3 separate regions of the Sus scrofa genome follow, and regions 1 and 3 are each linked to region 2. The links are chromatin contacts, called in public Hi-C and promoter capture Hi-C maps. All regions are on one chromosome and are shown on one strand. Each heading gives the region's core, a stretch centred on a gene start, on an enhancer-like site or on the middle of the called end of the contact. The rest is flanking DNA. Distances are from core to core; before and after follow the strand shown. Region 1 holds the start of A1BG (alpha-1B-glycoprotein). Region 2 holds the start of ZNF446 (zinc finger protein 446). Region 3 holds the start of MZF1 (myeloid zinc finger 1).

Region 1 (3,835 bases), core at 27-2,526, 110 kb after region 2:
ACCGCTAGCCTGGGAACCTCCAAATGCCATGGATGAGGCCCTAAAAAGAAGAAAAAAAACCCCCCAAATCCACAATCAATTTGAATATTCTTTTATTACTTTAATGTATTTGTCATATATTCCCGGCTGGTCTCTGCCCCCTCTCCCCAAGCAATGCGCCAAATATTTACAATATTTATTGTTTTATTACTTTTATCGTTAATTTCTTGTCATTTGTTGCATCATCTATGTTTAACAGTGTTTTCTTTTTTTTTTTTTTTTTTTTTTTTTTTTTTTTTTTTTTTTTTTTTTTGTCTTTTGTTGTTGTTGTTGCTATTTCTTGGGCTGCTCCCGCGGCACACGGAGGTTCCCAGGCCAGGGGTTGAATCGGAGCTGCAGCCACCGGCCTACGCCAGAGCCACAGCAACGCGGGATCCGAGCCGCGTCTGCAACCTACACCACAGCTCACGGCAACGCCGGATCGTCAACCCACTGAGCAAGGGCAGGGACCGAACCCACAACCTCATGGTTCCCAGTCGGACTCGCCAACCACTGCACCACGACGGGAACTCCATGTGTTTTCTTAATTAATTAATTAATATTATCATTATTTTGGCCGAGGCCACGGCATGTGGAAGTTCCCAGGCCAGGGACTGATTGTGTGCCACAGCAGCAACCAGAACCGCTGCAGTGATAATACTGGATACTTAACCCACTGAGCCACAAGAGAGCTCCCTAGTTAATTTATTTTTCACTCGAATGATTTTATTAATCATTGGTAATTTTATCTGTTAACTGTGATTCCATTCTATTATTTAAATGTTTTCGTGGATTGCCCCTTGTGGCTAGGCAATAATGGCCTTGACTGGTATCCATGAGGACTTGAGTTTGATCCCTGGCCGTGCTCAGTGGGTGAAGGATCCGAGGTTGCCATAAGCTCTGGTGTAGGTTGCAGACGTGGCTTGGATCCCACATGGCTGTGGCTGTGGCTGTGGGGTAGGTTGCTGGCTGCAGCGCCAATTTGACCCCTAGCCAGGGAACTTCCATAGGCCGCAGGTGTGGCCCCTCAAAAGGAAAAAAAAAAGATATTTGCTAGTACCTATTGCATTATTTGTTTTAGTATGTATTTTATTTTTGTCTTAAAAATGGTTATTATTTTCCCACATTTATTGTTAGTTTTGATCATTTTTGTCTGCTAGTTTTGTCATTTTTGTCTGTTAGTTTTGTCATTTTGTCTGTCATTAATTCTGCCCTTTTCTTCATTATTAATTTAATTGATTCATTTGGCCAGGTTATTGGTCACTGTTGTAGTGGAGACTCCTGTGGCCGAACTTTGCCCTTTGTCCCGACCCGCCGGAGCCCAGCTTCTTGGGAAGGACAAACAAGCCAAGAGGTCAGCGCCCCGCACCGCCCCCCTGCCCCTGGGCTCTATCACCCGACAGACAGCTGCTGCCAGGCTCCGCCGAGGCTGACCATGTCTGCGTGGGTGGCCCTCCTGCTGCTCTGGGGTGAGGCGTCGGGCCTGGGGTCCCCGGGGCAGGGCTGGGGGCCGGCAGGAAGGGCAGCGGGCCTTACCCGTGCGCCTCCGCAGGTCTCGCCCTGAGCCGAGTGACCGAGGAGGCCTTATGTGAGTAGTAGGGTCTGGGCGTGGTGGGCCCTGCCCAGGGAGCCGCTGTCTGGGCTCCCAGCTCTGACTCCTGTGCCCCACACAGTCTTGGATCCGAGGCCGAACCTGTGGGCAGAGGCCCAGTCGCTGCTGGAACCCTGGGCCAATGTGACGCTGACATGCCAGAGCCGCCTGCCAACGCTGGCTTTCCAGCTGCTCAGAGACGGGGTGGCCCAGGACCCGGTGCGCCTGGCCTCGCCCGCCTTGGAGCACCGGTTCCCGCTGGGAGCAGTGACCAGTGACACCCGAGGCCTTTACCGCTGCCGCTCCGGCTTGAACAGCAGGTGGACCGGCCTGAGCAACCTCGTGGAGGTGACTGGATCGGGTGAGTGGAGCGCTCGTGGGGCCCGGAGGCAGTGGGAGAGGCTGCTGGAGGGGCCTCCCTTCCGCCACCCCGCCATCTCCTCATCTTCTGCGGCCCCCGACCGCCAAGCTGGTGGCCTTGGGCAAGTCAGGTGACAGCTCTGAGCCTCAGTTTCCCTGTCTGTAAAATGCAGACGGTGTCTGGACTGACCCTGGGAGGCCATGAGGAATAAATGACTGAATCTCCAGGAAGTGCTTGGGGGGGCCTGGCACATGGGGGGCCCCTAACATGTCTTTCTCGCGAATTCCCGGCTGGTCTCTGCCCCCTCTCCCCAAACAATGCTGTCTACCCGCTGGCACCCTCGGTTTTCATGAGTGTGGAGGTCCAGACCCAGCTGAGCCCCCACGTGTCCCGAGTCAAGCCAGCCCATGACCCCTGCCTCATCCGCAGAGCCCCTGCCCCCACCCTTGCTCTCAACCAAGCCAGTGCCCTGGATCACACCGGGCCTGAACACGGAGCTGCTATGCCATGGGGGACTTCACGGTGTGACCTTCCTGCTGAGGCGGGAAGGCGACGACCAGTTTCTGGAGGTGGTGGAGGCCCCGGAGGACACCAAGGCCATCTTTCCAGTCAAACGGCCTGGCAACTACAGCTGCACGTACCGGACGCACGCGGCAGGCGCCCCCTCTGAGCCCAGTGCCACTGTGACCATAGAGGAGCTGGGTGAGTGCATGGACCATCCCAGAGGTCTTCCTGCAGGAGGAGGCACCTGGAGGACAGAACTGCCTTTGCCTCGATTCCCAACCCTGAATTCTCTGCCCAGGACTGGGCCTGGGAAACAGTGTCCCCACGGCTGCCTGGCCTTGATGATGGGTAGGGATTTGCCACAAGGAAGGGTGTTCCTGGGGCAGAGGTCTGGAGGCTGGGCTCCGAGGAAGAGCCGCCCAGCAGGGTTGTCCTGGGCTCTGGGCGGGCCAGTGACCCTCCCTGCCATGCAGCCAGGCCGCCGCCACCCACACTGACCATCAAGACAGACTCCGCAGCGGTCCTGAGCCCTGGCTCGGGCGTGTCTTTCACGTGCGTGGCGACCCTGGAGGGGGTGCACTTCCAGCTTCGGCGGGGCGAGGAGGTGCTGATGGTCCCCAGAGCCAGCACCAGCCCGGACCGCATCTTCTTCCAACTGAACAATCTGACCCTGGAGGACCGCGGCTTCTACACCTGTAGCTACCAGCTGCGTGACAATCTCACTCCCTGGTCCTTGGACAGTGCACCTGTCGAGCTGGTGCTGAGCGACGGTGAGCCTGGGACACGTGGTAGCGGGGCTGGGAGGGCCAGGGCGCTGCACCCTGGGGGCTGTACCTGGGAAAGGGCGGCCTTTCCTGCAGGTCTCAGCGGCCCAGCCTCAGCGCCCCTGAGGTTCCGCCCTAGGCCCCGCCCGAGGCTCTGCTAACAATTGCCTCGTCGACACGCAAGCCTGGCGGGGCCCCGCAGGCGCTACGGTCACGCGGGCGGCTCCGGCCTCCGGGTGGGCGCAGAAGCCCATCTGTCGAGGGTGGCCGGGCTGGGGCTGCGGGACCCGCCCGGGCTCGGTCGAGGGGCGTAAAACCCCAGGAGGGGCCGCCTGCCGTTGCCGGTGCTCCCCCGAGAAAACTCGACCTCACCCTCGGCGGCTCTTACGGACACACGATAAGGCTCAGTGCAGGTGTGCAAGGGTCCGGAGAGGACGGCGACTCGGGGGGGGCGGCTTTAAACCGTCAGCCCCGCGGGCCTCCGTGCAGGAAGCAGCGGGAGCCGGGAGGGCTCAGCCTAGCCCGGGGCCGTGAGGCTGGACCCCGCGTTGGCAGGCAGCCTCCCGGGGCGTCCGGTCAGCCCGCGTCCTCCTCGCA
Region 2 (4,242 bases), core at 484-2,983:
GGAGTCACAGAGCGGAAGGAAGCCTTGTGAACCAAGGCTTGGAGGCAAGTTGTTGACAGAGCTTCCAGAAAACTGCAGGGAACTGCTGGGAGATGATGCTGGAGAGGAAGGCAAAGGGAGTCATCAGAGGCTGCCAGGGACAGGCTGAGGAGCCCCGGAAAGCCATCGCGGCGGAGAGAGGGGGTAATTAGGGCTGTAGTAGGGCACGATCCGGGGTGAGGACTGGGGCCAGGCCGCCTGTCCTCACCGTCTCCGGGAGACGTTGACTCAAGTGGGGCACCCTGAAGGGCTGGTCTGCGCTTGGTCGAGGCAGGGGCTGATGTGGACCCCGAGATACAGAGCTCGCTGACCACGGAGAGCAGTGCTTCACTCACAACGTCTGGACCGAGCGTGTGAAAAGCCGGAGCAAAGCAAAGAGGAGCTACGAGTTGTGTGAAGCGGTCAGCAAATAATTGTGTCTCAGGCTCGCAGAGACTCCGGGGTGAAACACGCCCAGCGCGGGATCGGGGGGCTGGCTCACAGGCTGGACCAAACCTGACGCCTGGAGTTCGCCTTCCAAAGAGGAGGTTTTCCCGCAGGAGGGACGTGGACCGGCCCGGGAAAAGGCTTGGAAGCTGGAGGCCCAGGGCACATTGGGAGGTAGTGAGAGGCCACGCCCACCCAGCCAGGCCTGCGCCCACCTCCGCCACCCGAGGCCACTGGGAGCCAGCGTCCCCGCCCGCCCCTTGGGCAGAGCCGCCTTGGCCAATCATGCATCTGCTCCGAAGGCGCCGCCCCCTCCCCTCGGACTACTTTTCCCATGAGCCTCAGCAAGGACAGGCGCGGCCTCCGCCAGCAGATGCTCCTTTTCGGAGGCATCTCACGATTGAGAGGTGCCCCATCCCTTCGAGAGGAATGTGAAGAGTGGCAGGGTTTTGAGGGGGGCTCCCTACCCTCCCCAGCAGCTACTTTCCCTTAGTACCCGCGCACTAGCACTCACCGACGGCCGAGAGGGATGGTACCGTCTGATCCTGCGCATGTGCACGACAGGCCCGGCGCCTATTGGCAAGCGAGGCGATGGGTGGGGAAGTAGCGTGACCTGTCGGCCAATCAGAGCTGGCGCTCGCCCCAGGCTCCTCCCCAAGCGTCCTTCTTGAGGCTTCTTTCCAGTCGCCCGGCCGTCACCTTGGTAACCCCTGGAGCACCGCGGCTGGCCTCCAGCTGCTTCCAAGGCAACGTCCAGAGCGCTGCCCTGCTCTCTGCGGGGGCCGGAAGTGGCTGCCTGTGGGGTGTAGTTCCTCCGAACCTCCTCTCCAGATGGTCCCAGGAGGGGGCCGGAACCTGCCGGGAAGGCTGGCCTAACCCACGGGGTTTCTCCGCCATCCTCGGGAATTTCTACAGCGAGGATGGCGCTGGGGACCTTCATTCGACCACCGCTGAGCGCCCTGTGGACATGCGGGGACTGCAGGAAGAACACCCATCTACTGACGAAGAAACTGTCCATGATTTACACCTTCATAGCCTCACACGTGGCTTCAGCTGGATCAGTACTGCAAAGCGAGGGGTGGTTTTTGTCCAGAATTATGGGACATGTTTTACATACTTTCCGGACCAGAACCAGTCAGGGTGACTTTTGTTTGTTTGTTCTTGGGGCCTCACCCGCAGCATATAGCAGTTCCCAGGCCAGGAACCAAAGCTATGGCTGCTAGCCTAGTCACAGCCACAGCAACGGAGTTTCTGAGCTGCGTCTTCCACCTACACCACAGCTCACCAAAGCTTTCCAGATCCTTAACCCACTGAGCAAGGCCAGGGATTGAAACCGTGTCCTCATGAATACTAGTCGGACTCATTTCTGCTGTGCCACAATGGGAATAAACATAAAAACCTTGGTTTTTAGATAGGAAAAGCGCAATTAATCAGGCCCAGCTTGACCGGTGGGGAAGAGCTGAGGATGGCAACCAGGCTGTAGGAGCTTTTGTCCAAGATGCAGAAAAGGTTGCATGAAACTCTGTGTCCTCACTTGATGTTCCACAGACTCCTTTGTTCCTGAATCCCGTGACCTTCCCACAAGAGCCCTCCATCTGCTCTGTGGGGTTGTCTGCATTTCACAGGGGTGCAGCCTGAGGCTGAAGTGACCTGTTCACGGCTCCCTCATGGAGGCCAGCCTGGGGGAGGGTGAGGCCGGGACCCAAGAGAGCAGAGAGGATGGGCCCATAAGGGGCGGATAGTGGCTCAGAGGCCCTGCACTTGAGTCTTGCAGTGCCTGCTCCTGAATTACTCCTCTCCTTACCCCGTGTCTCCCCTCCTTGCAAAAACCTGTGAAGCTTCGGGGACCAAACCCTGCTGGCAGGTGGGGAGTCATACACATCACGTCTCTGCTTAGGTGGTGGCAAATGGCTGTGAGAGCTGGACATGAAGGGACTGAAGCACCCACTGGGCTGGGGTTAACCTTTTGGGTCCTGCATATGGCTTCTGCCTCACAATCAGGGCCTGGGTCACCTCCTATTACAGCTGCTCTTGGGGCAGGCCCTGGGTGGGCCACACACAGGATGCCTCTCCACCCTGTGTCCTCCCAAAGGGACCAGGGTTACAGCCAAATCCCTCCAGCTGTGATGACACGCCTGCACTGTGCTAGGATTAAACCAGTTTCAGGCTGCTACTATTCACATTTTTTAAACTTTTTTTTTTTTTAACCACGCCTCTGGCACGTGGAAGTTCCCAGGCCAGAGCACAAATCTGCGCCTCGGCAGCAACTTGAGCCACAGCAGTGACAACACTGGACCCTTAACCCACTGTGCTACCAGGGAACTCTTATTTGCATGTTTTTGAAAAGAAACCTTTATTAGGGAGCCTCTCTGGACTCTTGTCTTGTTAAAACTTTCTGAACCATAACCTGGAGGCGGAGGCTGTGGACCTACGCAGTGCTGTGCAAAAGTTTACAATGTTTATCGACTCTGAGATTAACGTCTCCCAGTCTTTCCCTCCCAGTAAAAAGACCATTAAGTCCCCTGGGGATGAAGCCCAAGGTCGAGGCCACAGGACACCAACTGGGCACCACCCCACCTGTCTGACTCATTGTCCCCACCGCGTGGGGAATGTCACTCTGGGGAGTCACCCTGGGAGGGCACCACACAGAGCCTTAGGTAATGGCAAGTCCTCCTTCCAATGCGGGAGGAACAACAGGAAGGCACATGGCCACTCGACCACACAGAACCATGCTGCCCCATCCTGTCCCCTCTGACCTGTTGTTAAGCTCACCCCTCAATAGTGTAGGGGGACGGAAAGTCTCCTGTAATGCTGACTTTGGCAGCAATGGGACACAGCCGATGCTGAGACCTGGACCACAATCTGAGTGAACAAGCACAGCTGGGGAACCATCACGCTCAGTCTTTGTCCTCCCCTCCCACCCGAGGACCTTCCGCCTCCAGCTCCTTGGGGTCTGCCAACTGCAGGGGACACGCAGGCTTCACCTGGCCCTCACAGCTGGCAGGCTAAGTATGTGGGGAAGGTGGTGAGCTTCCCGGATGCTGGGCCAGCGGCTCTGATGTGTGCAGCTCCCAGCCCCTCTGTGCCTCAGTTTCCTCAGCCCCTTCACAAGAGCTGTCAGGAGAAACCCTGCCGCACTCAGCACTGGGACTGGCAGTTGACACCTACTGGCCCTCACCCAGGTCAGGCCTGCCCGGCGCGCAGACCCCCTCTGCAGGCCCGACTCTTCTCTTGCCCAGACCCGGGCCCTAAGGCTCAGGGCCCAGCCACCTGGCCGAGCCAGCACCTTCCCCCCATGACTTCTGTGCACTGCACCTGCTCCCAGGAAGCCTTGGAAGAACGGAGGCCTTGGGGGTGGGCGGGATATCCTGGGAGTTGGGGTGTTACATACAAACCCCAAAGTTTGTGTGTAAACCTCAGAAATTTCTCAGGACTGCCTCCACCCCACCCTGGCCCTTCCCATTCAAGCTTACGGTCAAAACATGCAGGATCCGGCACCACCATGCTGGCCGCCCCGACCTTCCTGCAGGATGACCTCTTGGGGAGAGAGGCGCAAGCTGCTGCTGACGAGCGGCCAGTCTCGACACCACGTGCAGGCAGAAGTGGTGCACACACGCAGGGCTTCTCCAAAGCGTGCATCTGCAGAGGCCAGGGGCCCTGAAGCCACAGACGGAATCGCCACAGGCGAGGTCGGCCAGGGCTGCTACCTCAGGCCTCAGCTGTCTTTGCAACAGCGGCTGGGCCTGAGGAGGCGGTGGGCCCGGCTTCCCTCCGCAG
Region 3 (4,015 bases), core at 1,045-3,544, 74 kb before region 2:
CTAGGCCCAGGAAGAGAGCCTGGCACTTTGGAGACATCCAGTAGTCATTTGCCAACTAAGTCACTAAATCAAAAATAGTGGAGGAGTTCCTGTCGTGGCTCAGTTGTTGATGAATCCAACTAGGAACCATGAGGTTGCGGGTTCGATCCCTGGCCTTGCTCAGGGTTAAGGATCTGGCGTTGCCGTGTGCTATAGCTCTGGCGTAGGCCGGCGGCTACAGCTCGAGTAGACCCCTAGCCTGGGAACCTTCATATGCCACGGGTGTGGCCCGAGAAGAAGGCAAAAAGACAAAAAAAAAAAATAGTGGTGGGAAGCAGGCTTCTCACTTTGTCCCTTCTGCACTGCAAATCATGTGAAAGTAGTATTTGATAAAAACAGTGAAAATTTCTTGAAGGAATGTGGGTGAAAAACAGGGACAAATGCCTCACAAATCTGTATTTGGGGAATGGATACGGTACCGGGGAGTACCTTCAGGGAAACAGGCTGCGCCTTGCTTAAAGTCTAAGCAGGTCTAGAAAAGGCTTCCTGCCCCGAGTGGGGGCCCTGAATTCCAAACCGCTCAGGCTCCCATTCCGCCGTCTCCACATTCATGCCTTCGCTTGCTCACCCATGATTTTCTAATTTTCCAATTTTCTTTTTTTTTTTTTTTTTTTTTCCCTTGCTTGCTTTTTAGGGCTGCAGCATCTGTGGCATATGGAGATTCCCAGGCTAGGGGTCAAAACAGAGCTACAACTGCCGGCCTACATCACAGCCACAGCCACGCCAGATCTGAGCCGCGACTGCGACCCACACCACAGGTCACGGCAACGCCGGGTCCTTAAGCCGCTGAGCGAGGCCGGGATCGAACCCGCAGCCTCATGGATCGTAGTCGGGTAGGTTGACCGCTGAGCCACGAAGGGAACTCCTTTTCTTTCTTTCTTGGACGCACCCGTGGCATATGGAGTTCCCGGGCCAGGAATCGAATCCAAGCCGTGGCTGCGGCAACCCGCTGCACCACAGCAGGAACTCCCCACAAACTTCAGTTACATTCACTCGATCCTTCATCCTCTCCCTCCTACTCTATATAAAGTCCCCAAGCCCGCCTCCAGGGGAGGCGTGAGACTACATTTCCCAGAAGGCCGCGGGGCCGCCGAAGGCTCCGATTGGCCGGCCCGAGGTCTCCGTTCCCTTCCCCCCACCGGAACCGAGAGTACCTGCGCCTAAGCCCCTTGGCCGGAGCCCCCGGGTCCCCCGCGGCCGACCGCCCTCATCTCCGGACCACGACGCGGGCCGGCTGCCTCAACTAGGCCGGCGGGGCTGCGGCCCCAACCCATCTCCTGCCCCAGGCACCGCTTCCCGGTGGCCGCCGATCCCAGCCTCCATCTTATCGGCGGAAGCGGAGGTTGCCAGGCGACGGCCGGGATTGGAGGGGGCCGCTTGGGGCCCGCCCGACGGCGCTCCGGCGCTGCGCGGTCCCCCGGGCCCGCCGGGATATGGGAACGTAGTTCGGCGACGAGGTGGCCGAGCGCGGGGTCCAGGCTGGGGCGCCAGAGGCCACCTCTGCCCAAGGCTGGCTTTCTCGCCCATTAAGACCTCTCCTGTCTTTCCCCGAGTTCTACTTTCAGTCTCTCTCTCTCTCCATCGTCCTCCCTAATCTCCCTCCCTTCCCGGCGGTGTCTCACTGTTTCCTCATTCCGGGGAACTGTGCCCTTTCAGACTGTCAAAACATAATTTCGAAAGAGCAAAAAACATACGCGTCAAAGACTTATCTACCTCGGTGGGAACTAGCAAGGTGACACAGGTGGTTCTGGGAATATGAGAGAGAAGGAACAGCAGAGGGGGTGAAAGAAGAAAGAAGGAATAATGAAATAAAAGTGTGGGAGCTCCCTTCGTGGCTCAGCGGTTAACGAACCCGACTAGGACCCATGAGGATGCGGGTTCGATCCCTGGCCTTGCTCAGCGGGTTAAAGATCCCGCGTTGCCGTGAGCTGTGGTGTAGGCCAGCGGCTGAAGCTCTGATTCCACCCCTAGCCTGGGAACCTCCATGTTGCCGCGGGTGCGGCTCTAAAAAGCAAAGAAAGAAAATAGCAAAGTGGGATTAGTAGCGCTTCACAAGGCAGTGGAGAGGCCCAGCACTTAGTATCCTGCTTAGTGTCCTACAGTGTGATAAAAACAAAAAACTTGGGGTACCCTTTTCTACTGAACAGAAAGCACTACAGTCTATCAACCTTCTACAAGTTAGCATCTAACTTCACAGTATCTGGACTCTGATCAAAAGCAGTGAAGTGAGAAGTCGTTGCTCTGGTTAGGAAATCAGATGACCTGAAGGAGACTTGGCAGAGATGGTGCGAAGGCTTCCAGACATCTTTCTTGTCTTATTGTCAAGTTTTGTGTAAGTTTTCTTCACAAGCGTCCCTCCCGCTCCGTCTCTCTTCTTGCTGTCACCTTTCCCCGAGTCTTTGAAACTCTCGATCTATTTTACTGTACCTCTAATTTCTGTCCCTTTCTCGCCTCTTGCTTCTGTACTCCTGATCTCTATCCCTTGAAACTCGATCTGCACGTCTTGTCGCCGTAAACGAATTCTCCCTCTCCTGTCTCTCCTTTCCTCTCCATCCCGCCCCGATCTCTCTCCCTCTTGTTAACGGTCCTGACACAAGTCTACCCAGCCCTGCCTCCCTGTCTTCTTATCGCACAGTTTAGGACTCTGAGAGCAGAAATCTTCGTTCTTTCTGTCCTGCCCGTGTCTCTGTCCCGGGGGCTGTTCACTTACTTTCACTGTCTCTAGTCACAGCCTGCCCCGCCCCCGCTCCTCAGTGTCTGTCTGTCAGTCCTCGCAGTCTCTCTCGCTCGGCATCACCTCCTCCCATCTCTCCCATCCTCCTGCAGACGCCTGCGGGTACCCATGGTTGCACTGGAAAGCGCCGGCACCACCCGCGCGGTTACCATGGAGACGCCCGGGCCGCCTACGGTCCGCTGGCACAAAAGAGCATCTTCGCGTTGCGCGCACGCGCGCAGAGGGCCGGCCGCCACGCCTCCCAGAAACGGCTGGGCTAAGCCCCTCTCCCGGGCGAAAGCGCGAGAGGCTCGCTTGCGGTCCTGTGGGCGACGGCACGGGTGGCCCAGTCTCTGCAGGGGGTTGCCATGGAGAAAGGGGCTGACGGAATCCAAGCGAGGGCCGTGATTGGTTCAGGGTCCTGCTAATCCCTAGGAGCCGCGTAGAGAATGGAGGAAGACGTTGTGGAGGGCATGCGCTGTTGGGCAGGCGGTGCTGCCTCCTGTTGCCCCCTGGGAAGCTTGCGCGCGTCGACGGGCCCCTGACGCTTGGATGTGAGGCTGGGAGCGCAGGAAGGCGCGGCCCGGAGTGTGATCCGATCGTGGCGAACGACGCTGCCCCGGGGGACAGCGGGAGGAGGGCGGAAACTGAGACGAGCTTGCGGGAAGGGCGAGGCGGCGCCCGGGCTGGTGCGTGGAGCATTCTGGGAGACAAAGTCCGTCGGGGCGGGGGAAGTCGGGAGCGCGCATGCTCAGGAGCACGGAGCGGCCCGCTGAGTGCGGAGGTGAGGGCGGGCGCCCCTCGATCGGGAAGGTGCGGGCAGGGACCCGGGCGGCGGCCCAGCGGGACCAGGAGCGCGGAGCAGGGGCCTGGGCGCTCCCTGTGGACCGGCTCAGTGCTGTTGTGCGAAGCTCGCCAATCCCTGGCCGTTGCCACGGCGACGGAATCTGGAAACCCCGCCCCCAGTTGCCATGGCGGCACCCGGACCTGCCCCGGCTTCCTAAAGCAGACATGGCCAGCCAAGACTTCTGGTAAATGTAGTTTATCGAGCTCCGAAGGGCCGGCTCGATCGCTAAGGCCCAGCTTTCTCCTGAGGTTTCGGTTGACTTGGAATCTTGAGGAGTGAAGGATAGACTCCCAGGATCAGACGGCCTTCGAACCCGAATTCACACCATCAATAAACTCAGATTTCTTCACAAATCTTGCACTTTACCTCCTGCTGCAGAAGGAGCAGCGCGAGTGGAGGGGAAGTTGGGGGACCGT

The links. Promoter capture Hi-C pulls out the DNA fragments that hold promoters and counts their contacts. Hi-C and Micro-C count contacts between places; a contact is called where the count stands out from the background.
Region 1: a contact with region 2 is called in a promoter capture Hi-C map of liver, with 4 times the contacts expected there. The contact joins the promoter of A1BG here to the promoter of ZNF446 in region 2. A contact is called at or near these places in 1 of 5 promoter capture datasets (liver), 2 of 47 Hi-C or Micro-C datasets (liver and mesenteric adipose tissue) and 1 of 2 datasets of contacts at active chromatin or transcription factors (alveolar macrophages).
Region 3: a contact with region 2 is called in a Hi-C map of liver, with 3 times the contacts expected there. The contact joins the promoter of MZF1 here to the promoter of ZNF446 in region 2. A contact is called at or near these places in 5 of 47 Hi-C or Micro-C datasets (liver, psoas muscle, retroperitoneal adipose tissue and 1 more) and 2 of 2 datasets of contacts at active chromatin or transcription factors (alveolar macrophages and skeletal muscle).

The regions. Positions count from the first base shown.
Region 1 is chr6:62,937,063-62,940,897 of Sscrofa11.1, reverse strand. A1BG (alpha-1B-glycoprotein) reads left to right here and starts at 1,276. Exons shown (of 8, transcript XM_003128132.6): 1 at 1,276-1,487; 2 at 1,571-1,606; 3 at 1,692-1,970; 4 at 2,400-2,672; 5 at 2,948-3,244. The coding sequence starts at 1,454.
Region 2 is chr6:63,047,832-63,052,073 of Sscrofa11.1, reverse strand. ZNF446 (zinc finger protein 446) reads right to left here and starts at 1,733. Exons shown (of 4, transcript XM_021097395.1): 1 at 980-1,733. The coding sequence starts at 1,483. LOC110261334 (zinc finger protein 324A-like) reads right to left here. Exons shown (of 4, transcript XM_021097374.1): 4 at 2,801-4,242. The coding sequence ends at 4,174.
Region 3 is chr6:63,122,304-63,126,318 of Sscrofa11.1, reverse strand. It overlaps MZF1 (myeloid zinc finger 1), which reads left to right and starts at 2,294. Exons shown (of 6, transcript XM_021097358.1): 1 at 2,294-2,371. It overlaps LOC110261337 (tigger transposable element-derived protein 1-like), which reads right to left and starts at 2,385. Exons shown (of 3, transcript XR_002345404.1): 1 at 2,302-2,385.